Linked DNA regions of Anas platyrhynchos: region 1 is linked to region 2. A link is a contact called in public Hi-C data. All regions are on one chromosome and are shown on one strand. The core of a region is the stretch at or near the end of the contact, and the rest is flanking DNA. Distances in the headings are between cores, read along the strand shown.

What was found. A called contact is a pair of places that touch in the nucleus more often than the background predicts.
Region 1: a contact with region 2 is called in a Hi-C map of liver, with 1.6 times the contacts expected there. The contact joins the enhancer-like site here to the promoter of TNNT2 in region 2. A contact is called at or near these places in 2 of 8 Hi-C or Micro-C datasets (liver and subcutaneous adipose tissue).

What each region holds. Positions count from the first base shown.
Region 1 is chr27:6,518,115-6,524,619 of IASCAAS_PekinDuck_T2T, forward strand. It overlaps PPP1R12B (protein phosphatase 1 regulatory subunit 12B), which reads left to right. Exons shown (of 27, transcript XM_072028378.1): 14 at 1,117-1,302; 15 at 1,852-2,037. Among named protein-coding and RNA genes, the nearest start is that of PPP1R12B, 55 kb to the left of the region's middle. Within about 2 kb of position 3,622, at least 4 of the 8 cell types and tissues checked have an H3K27ac peak or open chromatin away from gene starts, as enhancers often do.
Region 2 is chr27:6,416,586-6,422,317 of IASCAAS_PekinDuck_T2T, forward strand. It overlaps TNNT2 (troponin T2, cardiac type), which reads right to left and starts at 2,215. Exons shown (of 15, transcript XM_038168316.2): 1 at 2,178-2,215; 2 at 1,374-1,384; 3 at 1,232-1,249. The coding sequence starts at 2,215. It overlaps LAD1 (ladinin 1), which reads right to left. Exons shown (of 10, transcript XM_038168312.2): 10 at 5,676-5,704. The coding sequence ends at 5,696.

The DNA of each region.
Region 1 (6,505 bases), core at 2,372-4,871, 100 kb after region 2:
GACCTCCTGTCCTTGGCTGTTGTCCTGCCCCTTCCAAGTTTTATTTCAGCCTCAGGCTGCTCTCTGACTCTTGCTGTAGTGGTAACTTCCAGTCCCAGCCCAGTTACCCTGGCTTTCCCACAAACATGCATTTTTTTGTCCTGGTCTGCTTTTCCTCTAGGTCAACTTTTATCCCCGATGTATTTTGTCAACCACTTTCCTCCATGTGTGCTTGCATGGGAGTTGTTAGGCTGCAGGAGGTGAGACGAAGCCTTCCTAGCCTTTGATCCTGCAGGCAGCCCAGTCTGACCAGTAGCAGCCAGGAATACCAGTTGCTGGGTGTGTCAGGTGTGACAGGATCCTAGAGCGTGCATGCAGACAACGAGCAGCCTGGCTGTACGTGGGACATTTCAGTCAGTCTGTTTTTAGAGGTGTGTGACTTATCCCACTTAGGGAGGATTTTTTTCCGGGTAGATCCTCATGGGAGAGCCCTTCTCCTTTTCTCCAAAGTGTGAGCACTTAGAGCATTTTGGCAGTAATGGTTTTAAGGGTTTTGCATTAAAATGGCAAAACTTGAATTTCCCGTGCTCGTTCTTGAATATTTTTGGATGGTTTTGGTAGCGATTTGCCAGATGTACAGAGTTTGTGCCAAACGTGCCTTCAAGAAAATTAGAGCTTCAACCGTTCATCTGTGCCAAAGCTTTTAGCCACTGAAAACAGGTTCTTAGAGCTGGGAGCACTGGGCATCTTGAGGAGGCGAGGCAGCCAGACCTGCTTTTGTCACTCTCTCCTTCCCTGCTTTCAGCAACCTGATCCTTGCTCATTGTTTCTGCCTTGCCCCAGCACACAGGGGTGCTCTGGGTGTGCCGCTTCCACGGCAGTAGGATTTTTCCTTTCCCTGATCTTCACTGATTCACCTCCACGCCGTTATTCTCTCGCTGAAACTCAGCTGGGCTTGTCTAAAAGGTGCTGCTCGCGCTGGCCTGCGTGTGAGTGATCTGCAGCGGCTCCGGTGTGCTCTAATCCCCTCGCACACACTTTGCCAAGATGTAATACTCAGCTGAGAGCCCGGCTGTGGTGATGTTCTGTTGGATATTTACTGTGCTCTGAAGGACGTGATTTTGTGATGTTTTACAGTGCTTCATTTGGTAGAAGTAGTGACCTCAGCAGCCCCTACATTTCAGCCAGTCGCAATACATCTCTAGCTACCTCACCCACTACCACTGGTCCATCTACCTCACTGAGCGCCCCGTGGCATCCTGCCTCTGCCTGTCCCACACCTCTCGGTGCGAACACCGCTGCGTCAGCCCGCCCGTACACCAGGTAACGGCTCTCAGCGGAGATAACGCTGCAGCAAATCGGCATTTGGGTTGGAAGTTCTGAGTTCTGGATTGTGGATTGGAAATGTACCTGCACAGGGGAAACCTTGATAAGACATTCCAGAGTGGTTACGTTGGGCAGTTTCGGTAGTGTGTATGCACCAGGAAGCAGTTCACAGCCCGTGGGTGACCTCCTTCACTCACTGGAGTGGTCGACTGGGCACTCTTAACGCCCTGGTACGATCACAAGGGGCTGCTCAGGCCGCTCTCGGGTGTTCACTGTACGTGTCTCAGCGTTCATTCCTCCTGCCTGCTCACCGGTCACATTTTCTAATCATTTTTGCTGCAAACAGGGATGTGAAGCCTAACCGTGAATTCCTCTCGCTTATTCTTCTACAAGATTTTAAACTCTCATTTTCCTCTGTGCTGTTCCCTTCTAAAACACGAGCGCAGAACAAGGAGAAGGAGCTGTCAGTGTTCCCCGGAGGTGGCTGGTCTTGGTTAGCAGTTGAGTTCACTTGCTTTGCTTTCCATTATGTCTTCTCTATTTCAGAGCCCCTTTCAGGCAACAAACTGATTCTGCTGTAGAGAAAAGTACAGAGGGCCTCTCTGCTAGCACCCCCCTAGGTGTAATCACAAACCGTGCTGTGCTCGGCTCTGCTAATGGTATTGCCAATGCCGGTGCTGCCTCCACTGCAGGAAAGGACTTCTCAGCTGAGGAAGCCAGGGAGCGCAGAAGGTTAGTGAGCAGAGTGCCGGTGCGTTTCGTTCCTCCTCTGTGACCAGGTCTCCCGTGGTGGCAGCAGGGGGCTGTAAGAGGTGTTTTTTTGGCACGGCGCAAAGTCTCTCTGCTGCCCCTGCTCCGTCCTGAGGTTTTGAACGGAGTCATCGCTGGGTTGAAGGTTAAATTTAGCTTCGTGATTTTCTGCTTGTCCTTTCAGCGCGTCTCGGCGTTTTTCTTCAGTAGTCGTCTCTGCTACCAGTCTCAGTCCCTAAGGCCTCTGTGCACAGAGGGACAGACTGCACAGCAGCCACTTGGAGTAGGTCCTGTAACACAAAGCTCCTCCTAAAAGAGCTTTGGGCTGAGATGCGTTCAGACAAAAATGCATCCCTCTGGTTCTTCGTTCGGTTTGCACATGCCCCCATGGAGACATCTGCTGCCCAAGTCCCCTAGGTCCCTCCGTTATTAGTTTGGGGGGCAACAAATCCTCCTGGAGCACGTAGGTGTGTGACACGGGAGCAGATGGACTGCCCTCCAGCAGCATTCATTTTTTTCCTCTGAGGGTGGTGAGGCACTGGAACAGGCTGCCCAGAGAAGCCATGGATGTGTTCAAGGCCAGGCTGGATGGGGTTTTGGGCAACCTGCTGTGGTGGGACGTGTCCCTGCACGTGGCAGGGGGGTGGAATTAGATGATCTTTAAGGTCCCTTCCCACCCAAGCCATTCTACATGTACGGTTCTGTGATTTTAAGACTGGGAAAATAGAAACCTGGCATGGTTGGTACTCTTTTGAAAGGAAATTTACCTTCTGCATTTAAGTACGGAGCATCGAGTGATCCATATTTATTGCTGCAAACAGGTAAACTTTTGCAAGATCTGTCCCTTCTGATGGCGTGGATGAAGTGGCAATAAATAAAATGCAGCGATGAGCTGTGTATTTCTAATGGGCAGCCTGTTCATGGAGTGTTTCCAGTAACTAGATTCTTCTGAACTAAAATAATAACTTCTCCTTGAAATACAGACCGTCCTGAGCGTGGAGATAATGCTCTGTACTCTGACATATTTTAAGTGGCCTCGAGCCAAAGGATGTGAAAAGCAATGATGGAAATTATCAGCTTGTAAAGATAAAGATGGTGGAGCTCCGAGGTGCCATGTAATCTGCAGGCAGCCCCGTGACCTCCCTGGTGGAAGGAGGGCATGCCTGCTGCATGCTTCAGCTGCAAGGGATCCAAGAAAGCAAGCTAGTCTGTGCTGTTTGGAAAATACCCAGACTTGTCAGCTTGTTCAGGCATTTTTTTTCCTTTTTCTAGAGCTAGCTCAGGTAGTGCTCTGAAGGTATTGCAAGGGTTCTCTATGAACCACATCCATCCACTCTGTCTGCGGGGAAATAATTTGCAGTTGCTGCTGCAGTGTCTTTGTCTGTCAGGACACTTACAGTCACCGCTAGGAGTGCCTCTGCGTGCTCCTTGTCATTTTGCTAGGGTCAGTTGGCTTGGTGTCATTTGCAATTGAATCGAGACGAGCTGCCAAAGATCCTCCTGGTGCAAAGAGAGATTGTGCAAGAGGACAGAGCGTGCATTGTGCTTGCAGCTCACACTCCAGCCCGTTTCACAACCCTATCTCTGTTTTGGCAAGCGCAGAATAAAGTTGCGGCAGCTTTAGATTCTTCCCAGGAGAAGTGGTCTCCACAAAGCCCACCAGAGCCTTGGCGCTGTCTCCAGACAGGGAGCTTGACTGTGACTGTACTTGTAAATGCCAAAAAGATCATCTATTAATATCACTGCGTCGGCATTTATTGCCGAATCAGTTTCTATAAATAATAGAGGAGATCTGTTTGTCTCCTGCATTTTTATTAGCGAGCCGTCTCTTGCGAATTATGTTAATGCAAAGGGATCAACACCAGAAAATTCCTCCCACCTTTAATCGATGCTTTGCAGCTACCGAGGGAAAAAACACAGCAATGATGCATTACGGGTGGAGGAAACCTCGCTTGTGGATGTGTGTTCTACCAGCAGGATACACCGACAGAGCCACTGCCTGCACACGTTGAACTAGGAAACACGGACTTGGAGGAACAGGAGAGGTCACCTAAATGGGAAAAGCTCATTTTGGAAGGAGGCCAACTTCAGGAAAATAAAATAAGAAGGGAAAATGGCAAACAGTTGTCAGGGAAGCACTGTATGCATTTCGGCTCCTGCCGGCAGCTGTTGCAGGAGCATTTGGTCAGCTTCAGTGTTTCCAAAGCTCCGGCTTTCTCTTAGCAACAAAAACACAAACAAGCTTATCTTCTAATATTAGATCACAGCAATGGCTCCGAAGTTGTAGCCTTAAATTATCCAGGCGAAGCCAAAAGGTTAGAGCAGAAGATTGTGTTAGGTCTAGGGAGGAACGAGGATCAAAGGGCTCAGGAGTGCAGTTGCGCATCCTCTGCCAGCCAGCAGCCCTCGCCCTGGCCCATGGCAGCGTTTCTTCCCTGTCTTTTACCTGCTGCACGTGTCAGCTGGCCAAATTGGTCAGCCAACGCTCCGGTGGCTGGAAAATAGCATGAACCATCGCTGTGTCTTTACGGAGGGGAGGGAAGAACAAAAAAGCAAAGGCAGCAGCGCAGCTCGGAGGAATGTCCTGCGGTCTGTGTGCCTGCACTGGCCGTGGCCAAAGTGCTGCCTGCTGCTAGGGCCATATGGCTGTGCCAGGCAGCCAGGCTGCTGCCGTGCGTATTTACAGGTACCCAGCTGCACGTTCAGCCTCCCTGCGTTCTGCTGCAGCACTGCGGAGCGCCGACAGCGAGGGGCTGGAAACGTGCCATCCTCCAGAATCAATATTTTTTTTTTGCCAGTCGATTTCTCCTCTTCTTTTTTCTGGGGGACTTTTGGAGCCAGCGATGAGCATTGCTGCCGGTTTGGATGATCTCCTGCCAGCGCCAAGCTGTCTCGCATTGCAAATCATTTGTCCAGCTGAGCTCTGAACAACGCCGGCTCTGAGGGCGAGGTACAGGCGCGGGGGATGCTGTGCATCCCGTCTCCATCCCCTGTCTCACATGGATCCTGTCCCCCCCGGTGCAAAGCCGCCGTCCTTTTGGTTTCTGCTCTGTGCAAGCAAGTGGTGGGGATTCGAGGGGGGTCCTGCCGGCTGCAGCCCGCTGCCTTTATCTGCATTTATCCGAGATGACAGCGGCCTCTAGTGCCGCCGACAGCTCCCTCGCAGAGTTCGCCACGATCCTGCCCTTGCGGTTTGAGCGCCGCGCTGCGTGGCCATGTCTCTCCTGGGAGCCCTGCGCATGGAGGCGAGGTGGTCGGGGGTCACACCGAGTTGGACGTGACTTGTGGCACTGAAAGGAAGGTCTCAGGGTCTCCGCGAAGCTTCTCTGGGTCTGAAAAACTGCTCCGGATCCCAGGGCAGACGGAAAGGCCGCCGTGCAGCCCGTGGGCAGCACCTCTGTGCGTGGAGACGAGCTTTCCCCGAGAGCCTCTGAAGACAGGTCCTGAGTTTGAGCTCTCCGCTGTGTAATCACTTTAAAAGGACATTCTGGAAGTTGAAGTCACACCCAGTTTTGTCAGATTTAGGAATTTAATTTGTCCTTCCTCTTTTTTCCCCATCCGCTTTGTTTACACGATTGCATTCTGCAGTCGGGCGTTCTTCCTGCTGCTCAGGAAGGTTCCAGCCAGGTGGTCGTACTTGCTGTCAGGCCAGCTGCTAGAGGCAGGAAATACATCTCTGCCTTATTATTTTTTAACATACTCTGCCCAATTTTTCAGATAAATCAAGAGTAAGAGTGAGATGGGCTTGTTTTCTTAGGGCCCAGGGGCTGGAGGCCGTGCTCAGCCCAGCACCTTGCCCTCTAAAGATTTCCACAGATTTTTTTGCAGGTTTTGAAGAAAGTTCACTGACACGCAAGGTAAACGTGCCTGGCAAATATTTCTTCTCTGCTTCACTCCCGAGAGGAATTCATTCTTCGTTCCTTCATTCTGAGGATCCAGCTGCTAATTATAGTAGCGTATATTAATAATATATTAATAACTGAATCCTCCTCCACCAGTACTATTAGATGAACAATTTTTGGCAAGTCCTTTTGCCTCGTGATTCTTGTCCTGTCCAAATTCAGAACATGACTCCTGCGGGGTGAGCACAGATGCCTGATACCTCCGTTAACCCTCAGCATTTAACCAAAACCCGTGAAATCTTAGAGATAAACCACGGACATTGCACTCAGGGGGTCTTTAAATGTCACTGGAGAGGAAGCGGTGGATAAAGCTGTGAGCGCTGCCTTGCTGCCACCTTATTGCTGTTGTCAGTGGTGGCTGACCCTATAATCCTTGTCGCTGAGCGGTTTTTCTTCCCTTGGTGAAGGCCACGGGGGAGCACACGTGGGGACACCCCCACCAGGCACCACGGCAGGGGCAGGGACAGCTTCCCACCCCGCTGCCCAGCGGACAACAAGAAGTTAAAAGGGCTCGTGGAGAAGCGAGCCATCATCCGGCACCTGCTGTC
Region 2 (5,732 bases), core at 965-3,464:
CGGGGGAGAGGAAGCTACAGGAGAAAGAAGCAGCAGCTCAGAAAGCAAAGGGCTTTGTTCTAACCTGCACCTGAAGGCTCTGCTTGGGTGGGGAGGGGGATAAATTTAAAGGATTTAGAGCCTGGTTTGTCCCTCGTTCCCTCCCCGCCAAGCTAGGCCCTCAGACCCCAGGGTGCAGAGGAGGGATTGCTGTTGCCCTCCTCCACCCAGCAAAGAACAAGGCTGGGTGGCATGGGTCTCATTTATGGCACGGTTGGAGCCTTTTTCCACTGGAGGGAGCAGTATCCCCATGAGAATCCTCCATCGGAGCGAGAGCAGCGCTGGGGCCCACAGGTCCTGGGCAGACTTGTGGTCCCGCAGCAAGAGAGGAAGAAAGAAAAAGAAAACAGCAAGCCACGGGCATTTTTGGGGGTAGATGTAAGACAGAAACCACAGAACGAGAGCAGGTATGCACAGCACGGCTGGATGGGGGGAGTGCAAGAAGCAACAGAGAGAAGTGAAAGAATGGAAGAAAACCCTTCCCCAGCCGGGGAAAGGCACGAGACAGATGGACCCACAAGGTGTTCACAGCAGCAGTGGAGAGATGAAATAAAGAAAGGTGCAATAGCTACCGTCTTCTTCCTCAATCCATTCTTCCTCTTCTGAGCCCGGGAGGAGGGGAAGGAATAAGCGCAGAGGTTAGTGAGACGCCGTAAAGCTGCGGGGTGTAGCTACGGCACGCGTGAGATGAGGACTCCAGCCCTTTGCTTTTAATTTCCAGGATGCTTCACCCTACAGCAGCCCACCTGGCAGTGCCCTGAAGCAGCAAGACCCCCAGCAAAACCCAGGCCACAAGCCCAGCCTTGCATGCTCAGCCCAGCCATGTCCCAGAGCAGCTGCATGCAGCGGGGGGGTCGGTTTTTCACCGTACGGGGGCAGCTGGAGGCTTCTCCTCCAGCACCATTAACATACATTCAGCTGAAGCGCCAGCTCCCCTTGAGCCATTGTGCTTACAACTCTGAAAATACCCAAATCCGCCCCTCTTTTTGAGACAAGGGATCTCCCTGTTAAAAGAGATCCTAAGAATATTCAGGCCGGCTTTGATCCCACTGATGTTTCAGGTGGAGGAATTCACAACACGGCCTCACACAGCCTCCTCTGGCCCATTGCAGCCCAGCAGCTTGCCACCACCACCCACTCGAGCATAACACCGAACCAGCAGCACTGATCCAACCACAAACAAAACACCTACCTTCTTCCACGTACTCCTCTTCACAGAGCACATGTGCGCACAGGAGAAAGGGAAGGGAAAGAAGACGCAGGTTATTGAAGCCGCTCTGATCGTTTCTTAGCATCAGTCTCGGGGCAGCTGTGGATGCTCCACGTCCCCTTACCTTCCTGCTCCCTGCAAAGCACGACACAAAGTGCCCCAGTTACAGCAATCCTCTGTAAAGGAGCTGAAATTTTCTCAAGCTGGGTCCCGCTTTCCATATCGGCGGGTTTGAGTGCTCAGCAGGCTGCGGGGTGCCGTGCTGTAAGGTGGCAGTGGGGACAGGTCGAGTCCCCCATCACCCAGCAGGCTGCAGACATCGGCAGCCTGCAGTGCTCAGCTGGCACTCCGGTGGTGGTCAGAGCCCAGGAGCATTTCACAGCTCGAGAAGGGGGTCTGAAACTCCAGGTACGGGCAGCCTACATCTCGCCCTTATATCAGACAAGGGCTCAGATGTAATTTTGCTGATGGTGCATGAGGAAATAGCAGCCACGTTTGGACCGGTCCCTATAGCCACGTGGCTCCAATGTCAATCCCCTTCCCTTCAGGTGTTCCAGCAGCTCTCACCAGCAAAATCTGCCCTTGGATTTGGGCCTTGTTGGGATGCTCAGGACGCTGCAGTAGGACCCCATCAGCAACACAATGATGGAGCCAGCGTTTTCTCAGCTCTGTCCCATTGGTTTAGAGCACATAACTTTTAGGGCAGGGTCTATTCCTTTGCAGAACATTTGCTTATCGGCTCCAAACTCCCCACAGAACCGTCAGAGCAGTGATGCCATTGGGCAGGGGGGATCCCAAGGTGCTTTCATGCTGGGTGCTGGGGCAACAACCACAGCTGGGCCCCCCATCAGCACCTCTAAGCAACGCTTGACCCTACAGGAAGACAAGAATTGGGAGAGAGAAAGGTGCTTAAAAACACACCACTTACTGCTCATACTCTTCAACGACCTCTTCAGAGTCCGACATGCTTGGTTATCTAGCAGAATTCAAGGCAAGGTGGAAAAAGCGAGGGTTAGGAGCTGAGATAAGAACAAGCACAGCCTGTCCTGCGGCACCCACGACATGGGCACCGTGATGCTGCGTCTCTCCAAAGTACTTGGAGCTGGGAGCTGTCCCCCGCCGGGCTGTGGTGGTGATATCTCAGTGGAGATAAGGTCCCCCCGCTCCCCTCCTGTCCCAGGATCAGAGCTCGCCCCAAATAAGAGGCAGGAGATTAGACACTGCCTCGTGCCGTGCTGATAGCTGCCATCAGGAGCCACGTCTGGGACACGCAGCTCCCCTTGCTGGAGCCATCCCAGGGTGCTGTGTTTGCTCAGGGCACGGGAAAATTACCCAATTATAACGTTCAGCTTGGTTTGCTTCCTGACTATTCTTAGCTCAGCTGGGATATGGAACCTTGCAGGGACATCCCGTTATCTGCAATAGGCTGAGCTTAGCTAAAGGGGACAAGAACTCAGATCCCAGCTGAGCAGCAGGGCTAAGTGCAGCGAAAACCATGGAAATGTCCATGCTCATCTTCCTCGCACACCGATCTCCCTCCCAGCCCGTGGCTGGGTGAATGCCACCCGTCGGCACTCCTCGCCCTGCTCCCACCCAATGCTGCAGCACAAGGTTGCACAGCCCAGCCCCTGCACAGCCTGGCCACCCTGCTCCTGCGGGACCTCGGCGAGGCTGCGATGCGGCAGGACAACGTGAGGCAGCTCTAGAAATAACCCCCATGTGCCGAGCCACCTGTTCCCAGAGCAGCGCTCCCATCGGGCAACCGGGAACAACTGGCCCTGGCTGCATCTGTCGGGCATTCATTACCCAGGATGGGTTGGAGAGGCTTCAGGATCGCTCATTAAAGATGCTGAATCCGGGACCAGGACCCACAGGCATGGGGAAGATGCACTGCAGGAGGGATGCCTCAGCATACCACACGGCTGTCAAACCTCCTTTCTGAGCAATGACTCAGGAGTGCTTTTTGGAGACAAATGAAGTCAGAAGCCAGCCCCGACTGCCCCGGGTTCACTGCCCCAGCTGCTGCTGTTGTCCCCATCCCTCCAACAGACCCGGGGTTCAGCCCCACGCGTTCCCCAGAACTCCCCATGCCTGGCCCTGCGAGGCATGGTCCTGCCACCTCAGAGTTTGGCCAAACCTTTTTATGTTGCCACTAGCACCCAGGGCTTCATGTGGCCCTTGTACAACACAGGAGCAGAGATCCCCTCCTGGCCACGAGGCTGTAAACATGCATTTCTGGAAGTGTATTTCTGCATTGCCATGCATCTCCTCTCTGCTACATCACCAGATCCCACCACACATTTGCTGAGGAGCAGCAGCAAAATCAAGAAAAGATAATGTTATACTGGAAAGCGGCTCTGAGAAATATTTTTCCATCCTCTGTGCAAAAAATGGCACAGAAGCAGGATAAATCTTCCAGTTAAGGCTCTGAGTGCTCGTTCTGAAAGAAAAGTGAGGATCCTGGCTCTGCTGGTCCCCGTGGGCCAGTACGATGCTCCCAAAGCACCGCATCCCTCCTGTCTGCCCGGAGATATGGGGAGCAGGGATCTGCAAGATCCCCTAAAAGCACCCAAAATCCTTTCCAGCCATCTTACATCACTCAAACCGCACTGGATGTGCTGCAGAGAAACCCCCTGGAGAGGGTCCTGATGCTTTCCCTGGGGAAATGCCTTCACAGCAGAAACACATCCCAGAGCAAGCAGCTGGGCAGGGCCATCAGCCCCGAGCCAAATCCACACGGGGCCTGCATCTCCTGCGCTTTCACAGCAGAGCCCGAGCATCCCACGGAGCCGCCCCAACCTTACCTCTGCTGTGGGGCGCAGGTGAGGTCCCACGGAGCCGTGGGGAAGCCGGCGGGTGTCTGGGGTGTGCTCCTTGGGGGGCAGAGGCTTTAAGGGGCCCCCAGCGCCCACCCCGGGGCGGGCAGCGCCGGCAGGAATGCGCCCGGCGCCCAGCGAGGAATGCAACACTTGTGAGCTGCTATTTCGGCAGCCGCGGCCCCGGCCCCCTCCGCGCTCCCCCTGCCCCCCCAGGAGCCCATATAAGCCCAAGCTATTGTGTGGCCTCAGAGATTTGCTATTTTAAACCCGCCGGACGGAGATACGTGAGTGCCCGAGGGGCTGACACAAGCCAGCCAGCTGTCACCTTCTAGGGCTGGGGACGCTGATAAGGCAGAGCCGGGGACCAGACCCTCCGCACCAAGATGCTGTCCTGTGAAGGTTCGGATTGTTTTTACCCCCCCCTTTGAGACATCCGTCTCAGGTTTTTGCCTTTTTTCCTCTTGAGAGAAGATGGGGAGCAAACCTTTCCAGGTCCCAGTCCAGGAGCAGCCAACCGGGAGCTTCTTAGAAAGAACTTTTATTAGAAAAAAAAGAAAAAAAAAAAAAAAAGGCAAAGAGGAAAACCAAATCCCTTCTAAAGCCCAACAAGCAAGATGAGACCAAGGGGCAGCAGGAGGGTCCCACACCGAATTTAGACACCGCAGTGGTTGCTGAAGGCACAGCCCCAGCCCGTGGCACGGCCCCAGCAGGATTTGAGCATCATTTTATGGGCTGCCCACAGCACCTTGTGCCCCCCCAGGGTGGGCGCAGCAGCCGGGGAGAGTGGGGACCGGGTGGCTTTGGGATCTGCATCGCAAAGGGCTCCAGGGGAAGTGTGAGAAGGGAACGGGGCTTGCAGAAGGGGTCCAGGACAGGGCTCCCAGCTCCACGCAGCCCCACAAATAGGTCTGTGGCCAGCCTGCCCTCCCCATAGCACTCAGCAAAAGGGGTCACTGCTTGCAGGGGATGGGAGTGGTGAAGGACACGTCTGAGCTGTGTGCTGGAGGGAAGCACCAGTGCTGTCAGGTCCACCTGTCCTCCACGGGGGGCTCCAAGCTAGGCTGGTGCATGAGCAACTTGGCAAACAGAGTTTTAGGGGCTTCGGTCCCCTCCAGCAGTCACAGCTTGGGGAGGGGGTGACATCTGCCTGCACCCCCACCTCACGCCACACTCAGGGATGGGCACGGTCCATGGGTGGGCAGCCAAAACTGCCCTGGCCCGGCAGCCTCTCACCCCAACAGCAGGATCCAGCTGCAAGGGACACGCGCAAGCTGCTCCCCTTAGCAAGCGCAGGTTGGGGCACAGCCAGGGATTAGGAGCAAAACACCAAAATGTTGTAGGGAAGCAAGGCCAGAGCCTGCCTTCAGCACCTGCAGGGAACCTCCAGGCCTGGGTATTCCTGGAGAGGCAGGGAGTGAGGGTTGGGGATGCAGGGATGGGATTCCAGCCTTCTTCCTTCCCAGCCCACAAGCAGAGGACCCCGGCCACCCCATCCCACCCACACGTGGCAGTGGGGACACTCGTGGCAGTGGGCAGGGCTGGCACGGATGATTGGGCAGGGCCAGGCTTTGATCTTCAGAGCAAACCAGTTTTTCCCCCAGATCATCTGATATTATTGCATACGATATTATTGCAGCTGGAAGAGAAAGTGAAAAACAGTGAGG